Linked DNA regions of Danio rerio: region 1 is linked to region 2. Evidence: chromatin contacts called from public Micro-C data. All regions are on one chromosome and are shown on one strand. Each heading gives the region's core, a stretch centred on a gene start, on an enhancer-like site or on the middle of the called end of the contact. The rest is flanking DNA. Distances are from core to core; before and after follow the strand shown. Region 1 holds the start of cry1a (cryptochrome circadian regulator 1a). Region 2 holds the start of asb13a.1 (ankyrin repeat and SOCS box containing 13a, tandem duplicate 1).

Evidence for each region. Hi-C and Micro-C count contacts between places; a contact is called where the count stands out from the background.
Region 1: a contact with region 2 is called in a Micro-C map of caudal fin, with 5 times the contacts expected there. The contact joins the promoter of cry1a here to the promoter of asb13a.1 in region 2. A contact is called at or near these places in 2 of 18 Hi-C or Micro-C datasets (caudal fin and hematopoietic stem cells).

Annotation. Positions count from the first base shown.
Region 1 is chr4:12,584,745-12,588,509 of GRCz12tu, forward strand. It overlaps cry1a (cryptochrome circadian regulator 1a), which reads left to right and starts at 1,492. Exons shown (of 14, transcript NM_001077297.2): 1 at 1,492-2,343. The coding sequence starts at 2,186. It also overlaps a transcript of btbd11a not described here.
Region 2 is chr4:12,048,225-12,051,994 of GRCz12tu, forward strand. It overlaps asb13a.1 (ankyrin repeat and SOCS box containing 13a, tandem duplicate 1), which reads left to right and starts at 2,171. Exons shown (of 6, transcript NM_001002528.1): 1 at 2,171-2,292; 2 at 2,425-2,612; 3 at 2,939-3,095; 4 at 3,171-3,305. The coding sequence starts at 2,250. gdi2 (GDP dissociation inhibitor 2) reads left to right here. Exons shown (of 11, transcript NM_199655.1): 11 at 1-57.

The sequences.
Region 1 (3,765 bases), core at 242-2,741, 540 kb after region 2:
CAGGACAATCAAGGGGCTCACAGATACATCAACTATAAAACAAAGTCATAGATCATTCAGGTAACAACATACAATACAAGGGCAAACCTTTGAACAAGGTCACCCTTAGAAATGTAATAAAAGGAAATTGTTAGGAAATTGGTGGTGTGGTTACAGATGTTCCATACACTTACTATAGTAGTTACAATGAATTATGCATAACTACATGTTATTAACCCTAAAGCTAATCCACATTCTAACCCCAACCATATAGTAAGTACATAACTTATTAATATTACTCAGAAGTTAAATGAATAGTTGCACTGTAACTACATCACCTTAAAATAAAGTGTCATTTTTTATATGACACATCTTTTATGCAAAATACATTATTTATACTGTAAGAAATGACAAAATGTATTTATGATTATTTAAATTATTACTTTAAGTTAATCAGGTTCCACGAAGTTTAAGTGAATATTTTAAGTGTGTTTGACTGATGTAGGTTGAGATGACTTAAAAAGTTAATTTGATTCAACTAAAAAATGTAGGCAGCAACATTCGTAGTGTAATGCAGAACTAAATAAAAGATTACCTGATATTATGTTCAAATCATTAATGCAGTTTTACTTTAACATTTTACAGTACATGCACTTAGCATGTGTGCATAGTGTACTAAGAAAGTACTAGCTTATATAAGGTAACTACACAGGTTAAGGTTGAGTTCAGGGGTATGATTTAGGGATAGTGCATAGCCAGTTCATGTAATGACTATAAACAGCGCATACTATGTGAAAGAGTATTGTAAAATAAAGGGCTAACATGACTATTTTGCCTCTTCTGCAAGGAGTGTGTGAGCATCTGAGCAGAAATGTATGCACACATTTATAAAATCAAATAGCATGAGTGATGTTTAAACATCATGACCTGTAGAAATGCAGGGAATATAACTAAAACTGACCACAGACTGATGCAGTGCATTAAAAGACAGCCAAAAGCACCAAAACTTCTTGGAAAGGAATACTTTTTTGTACATAACATGACTCAACAGTGCCATCCTGCTGCAGGAAATAAAAACCGCGCACTGACACGAGCCTGATCATGTCACTTCTCATGTGCCCATCCGGGTACTGCAGCTCCAACCTATCAGCTTTGAGAACAGCACACTACAGTCCTTAACCGTCTTCATGTGCTACCAATTCATAAAACGAAGCCTTGCTGTTTTTCCATATGCAAACATCAAGTAGTTCCTATGCACCCTATAATATTTCTAGTAATATATTTTTCATAAACACTAAAGTTTTAGCTTTGTAATTACATGCGTAATTACATGCATAATAACACAGAATAGATAAAGACTAATGTTTATACTAAATACGCAGTTAAATGCATTTATACTTGGTGTTTTAAGTTATCACACCAAAGAAACGTGACTGAGAATCAACAGCGTCACTCTGGGGCTTGACCAATCAGAGCGCGCTGCTCCGTGTGCGCAATCATCAAGGTGGAGTCAAGTTGACCGACTGGATTGCATGGCTGAAAGTGTATGGAACCTGCGCTTCTGGAAAAATATTTACAAGTGGACATAACATTGAAGGAAAACAAACAAGACACGCTGAATACTTCGTATGAGGCTTCTCTTCGTGCGGGATATTGGTTTATTTTGCGACAGCTGCCTGTAAAAGCTCATACGAGAGGTTTGAGCCAATATTAATATTTACATAATCGTGCTCATTCGGGCTCGCGCATCGTATAGACTTCAGCTGTAAGTCTACGCATTGACATTTTACGCATAACTCAAATCACAACTTTCTCTACATGCGAGATATAGTATATATACCGTGTTTTTCATTATTTTAAGTTATTCGGAAAAAACAAGTTATACAACAGGGAGGCGTACTTTGCGTTGCGCCTTGGTCCTAAAGCCGGTCGCGTATTCGTCTGTTGCGCGGGTATCCAGCGCGTGCCCCAATGCTTCATCTGAGGTCGTGTTCCAAATTATTAGACGTAATGATGGAAAGTGTTTTGTTGGAGCAAGGCTAACTATTTTCTCTCTCTCATTAAATCCAGAATAATTTGAACGTGCATATATAGTGATTTTGTAAGATTATTTGTCGTTTTTGTTTACGCATTTGAGAGCAGTTTCTTTTTTGGAGAGTGTTGTAGAATAACCCTTGCATACTAAAAGCTGGACTTTAGTGGAGTAATGGTGGTCAATACAGTCCACTGGTTCAGGAAGGGCTTGCGGCTCCACGACAATCCTTCACTCAGAGACTCTATTCTGGGAGCGCACAGTGTCCGCTGTGTGTACATCCTCGACCCCTGGTTCGCAGGATCCTCCAACGTCGGGATCAGCAGGTGGAGGTAAGGGATCGGATGACAAATATTTTGTATTTGCATTGAATGCATTGCAAGATCCGTTCTTGTCTAATTTATTATAATCAAAAATATTCACTTTTGATTTAGTCTATTGTACTCTTATCGTATAGTGCCATTCATTTTTGTTTCTATGGAGTGCTATTATTATTATTATAATTTTAAACCTCATAATGAATTTGAAATCTGTGTACTCTTTCACCCTCCGGATCTATTTTACCAAGGTTTTACTGCATTTGCCACTATTTATTGAAAATTGTAAAATATTGAGAAAAGCATTGAAATTTCAAATTGTGCATGAACCAGATAGATAGATAGATAGATAGATAGATAGATAGATAGATAGATAGATAGATAGATAGATAGATAGATAGATAGATAGATAGATAGATATGAAATTGGAATATATTGTTGTATAGAATATATTGTTTTATGAAATGCATATGTAAAACATATAATCTGAAAATTGCATGTACTTATGGTATGATAGTAATCTTAAAACTGTCCTAAAAAAGTAAACAAACTTAACTTTTTTTTTGCATAAACTATTTGCATGCAAACTATTGCATTACTATTTTTAAAAAATAAAGAAAGAAAAAACTTTTTAATTTGCAGTGGTTCACCAACAGGTGTATGTATGGTAGTCATTAGTCAACATTTATATTTGACATTTTTCCACATCGCCTAAGACAAGAATGGATGTTGTTCAATAGTTTAAGGATAACTTTGAAAAAACTGTTTTGATTCGCCAAATATTGATTACGGCTTGTCAAAATAATGCAGTCCCAAAGGTGTGAGATATGGAGAAAAGACTAAATATTTTACAAGTTTATATACACCGATATAATAAATAATTTAATAGTATTGATAACTAAAAGGGCTCCATACTTACAAGAGGCAATAATTATGTGTAACATTGTTTCAAAAATGTTTCTAACCATGGAAATATCAACAAACAAATCAATTATTTGAGCAATAATTAAAAAAAAAAACTAATTTATTCAGTGTGTTCTGACATATTTGTAAATTTTTGTTTCATTTTGTATCATATTTTTTAAAATACATTTTTAAGTATCTTCTCTCTCTGAAACAGACCCAAATGCATCATGCGGATTAATCTACTATAATCTATTCTAGTCCATTCTATGAAGCAGAAAGCTGCAGCTACAATGTTCTATTCAATTACAGTGACATCACTGCAATGATGCAATGAGATCCAAGTGTTTGTTTCGTTTTTAAATCAAAATTTTTCATAAATTTGTTTCAGAAATAATACTATTCTTAGGATAAACTATTATTGAAAGCATATTAATAAAATGTTTTGGGGTTGTTTTATATGTTAATACACTTTTACATTGTATCTGTGTGTTTCTAACACTGGTTAATTGAGTGACTAATTACATCTCTGTG
Region 2 (3,770 bases), core at 921-3,420:
GGGGCTCAAATGATTTCTGTACTGCGAAGTAAAAAAAAAATGTTAACTTGTGGAAAACTGACTTTGTGTTTTCATTATTTTTTTTTTTTCATTATTTACCAGTGGTGGAAATAGTACTGGCAAATCATACTCAAGTAAAAGCATTACTTGCCTAGAAATGTAGAGTAAAAGTATCTGTTGTAAATATTACTCAAAGTATGAGTAAAAAGACCTTTTAAAAGCACTCAAGAGTAGTGAGGAATAAGGATTACCCTGTAATTGGTTAATTGTAACAGGTTGAAGGAAAGTAGTGGAGTAAAAATACAGATACAGCACTAAAAATGAACTCAAGGGAAAGTAAAAGTGCACATTTATAAAACTACGTGAATTACAATTTCTGAGAAACACTACTCGATTACGGTAATTTGAGTATTTGTAATTGGTTACTTTACAACACTGTTATTTACCAAATATATTATGCTATTTTATACTTCGGAACCTGCTTATTTACATTATTATTTTTAAAGAACACATGACAGTCAACATTTCAACTGAACTTTTCAATTTCCAGCATGATTAAATATGCTTTAACTTTGTATTAAGTGCATAAGAAAGTGTATTACACTTTATAGGGTTCACACAGTTTTTGAAAGTACTTGAATCTCAGACATGAATTCAAGGCCTGGAAAGTACTTAAAAGCAAATATGGGTCCTTGAAAGTGCTTGAATTTAAAAGTTTATGGTGTTATTTCAACTATTGTACTGTGCTGCTTTCAAAAACTGAACAAAAATCTATCAAATTTTAAATCTTATACACAAACTATGATAATTAATGCATTGTATCAATACTCCAGAATTCGCATTTGAATATAAACCAGTATTGATTCAACTAAGTGTATTATAGTTTTTTGGTTATCACTTCAAAATGGTACACATTCAAAACATCATCATGACATTTTAATTTAAATATTAATTGTAAGGTGTATATATAAATAAATTTTCACAGCTTGTCTGATAATATTTTTTCTTCTGGAGAAAGTCTTATTTGTTTTGTTTCGGCTCGAATAAAAGCAGTTTTTAATTTTTTAAACACCGTTTTAAGGTCGAAATTATTAGCCTCTTTAAGCTATATATTTTTTGGATTGTCTACAGATCAAACCATTGGTATACAGTAACTTGCTTAATTACCCTAACCTGCCTAGTTAACCTAATTAACCTAGTTAGGCCTTTAAATGTCACTTTAAGCTGTAGTGTCTTAAATATCTAGTCAAATATTATTTACTGTCATCATGGCAGATAAAATAAATAAGTTATTAGAAATGAGTTAGAAACTATTATGTTTAGATATATATTGAAGAAATCTGGTATCCGTTAAACAGAAATTGGGGGAATAAATAAACGGGGGCGAATAATTCAGGAGGGCTAATAATTCTGACTTCAACTGTATATAGCCATGAATTTTGAAGTGAATCAAAACCTTGCATTAAAGTCCTAAAACTATTGAACAACACCCATTCTTGTCTTTTTGACCTTTTTTTGTCGAGTCTTCCTAAACAATCACATTTTATCTTTACTAAAGCTAAAAATTCTTAAATCTTATGCACAAATGCTTAAAATTCACTAAAACATTAGTCACAGGTTTTCAAAATCATTCTCTCTTCTAGCATCAAACTTTGCATGTGTTCTGAAAGGTGTTTTCTGCTTAATTATAATCAATCCACATGCTTTAGATTTGTACAATGTGATGTTGATGCTTAGACAATGTTGTTCAGACCTAAATGGGACCAAATTTCCTTTTTATGGATTTTTTGGTGAGTCCAATGAGGTACAGAAATGAAATCAGAAGTAAAATACCACTCTATAAAGTAGTCAACAAACCTTTCATTAAAGTTTTCCTAAACCTATTGAACAACACCTTTTGACCTTTTTTGATCCACTTTAAATGTTGACTACTGTATGTTGTGGTGTGAATTACAAAGGTGCTCGATTTCAAATTATTATTGGTTTTAAAAAGTCCTTGAATTTGGTGTTGAAAGAGTTGGAACACTGGTATAAGTAATGTTTTGATGAATGCATTATATGCTGGTATTGTGGAGGAACTACGTCTCCCATAATCCCTTCCGTGTTTGCCGTATTCAGTCTGAAATGTCGCAAATCATAACACCACACAAGCGTCTTCTTTAAATATATCATATTTACCTTGTCAGCAGCATGGTGTTTGCTTATTGTGCGAGTGATGTATTTTAAATTTCACTTAAAAGTATTAAATTATGGAACTGACCTCTGCCAGATCAACATATTATGGTGACATCGGTGAGTATTTATTCTATAACATTGCTTCTGGTGCACAACACACTCATGCCCAGTGCTTAACATTGCTATGCAATAGATTGTGAAATTATGATCGCCATAACAGTTATAAATTACCATAAGCTGTGTGTTTAGGTCACTGGGCAGACCGTACGCCGGTACATGAGGCTGCGTCTCTGGGTCGCGCTCTGCAGTTACAGCAGCTGATAGCAGCAGGAGCATCAGTTAATATCGTGTCTGTGGATAACTTCACACCTCTGCATGATGCCTGCATCCAAGCCCATCCCAACTGCGTTAAAATACTGCTGGAGGCTGGAGCTCAGGTGCGTTTCCAGTCCAGAACAACTGCTCCATAACCCTTCTGGAAATATTTTATCCAGATTACCCTTAGAATAATGAAGCCCTTTAAGCTAAATGAGACAATGTCTTGCGTTAATGGAACATCTGCTTGGACCAGTTCGAGACTTAGTTTCCAAATTTCACTTGGAATTTGAGCATTTGTTTGAATGCATACAAAAACCTATAGCATTTTTAAAATTCATAAATATATTCCACAAATTCTAAGTCTTCTTTATTGTGGCAGATACATTTAGAGTAATAAAAATGAGCTTTATATAATAATAAAAGACTGTATAATTTGTGTGCGCAGGTGGATGTGCGCACCATCCATGGCAGTACTCCTCTGTGCCACGCTTGTGCTGCTGGCAGTATAGAAAGTGTAAAGCTGCTGGTGGATCACGGAGCATCGGTCAACCCTTCCCTGACCGCCCTCACAGCTTCCCCCCTTCATGAGGCCTGCATACGAGGTGAAACATGCAAGGTTTGTATCAACACTGTTTTTATACTTTATTTATTTTCATCAAGAGTGCATCTCTGTGCAGGAAACCCAGACTGTGTGAAGCTGATGATAGCAAAGGGAGCGCTGCTGGAGGCCTTTGACATTTACTTTGGGACACCCTTACATGCTGCCTGTGCTAAAGCTCACTTTGACTGTGCCCTGTTGCTGCTCAATGCAGGTGAGATATTTTGTTTTTGTAAGAACAAACCATTTGTTTTGTTGCTCTATTATTACACTACCTGACAAAAGCCCAGTTGTAAGAGCAACAAATAATAGCTTGACTTCTAGTTGATCATTTGGAAAAGTGGCAGAAGGTAGATTTTTCAGATTTACCATCTGTTGAACTGTATCCCAATCTTCACAAATACTGCAGAAGAAATTCTTCAGCAGGATAGCGCTCCTTCTCATACAACAGCCTCCACATCAAAGTTCCTGAAAGAAAAGATGGTCAAGGTGCTCCAGGATTGGCCTGCCCAGTCACCAGATATGAACATTATTGAGTGTGTCTGGGGTAAGATGGAGGAGGCATTGAAGATGAATCCAAATAATTTTGATGAACTCTGGGAATCCAGCAAGAACGCTTTCTTTGCCATTCCAGATCAGTTATTTGAGTCATTGCAGAGATGTATGGATGCAGTCGTCC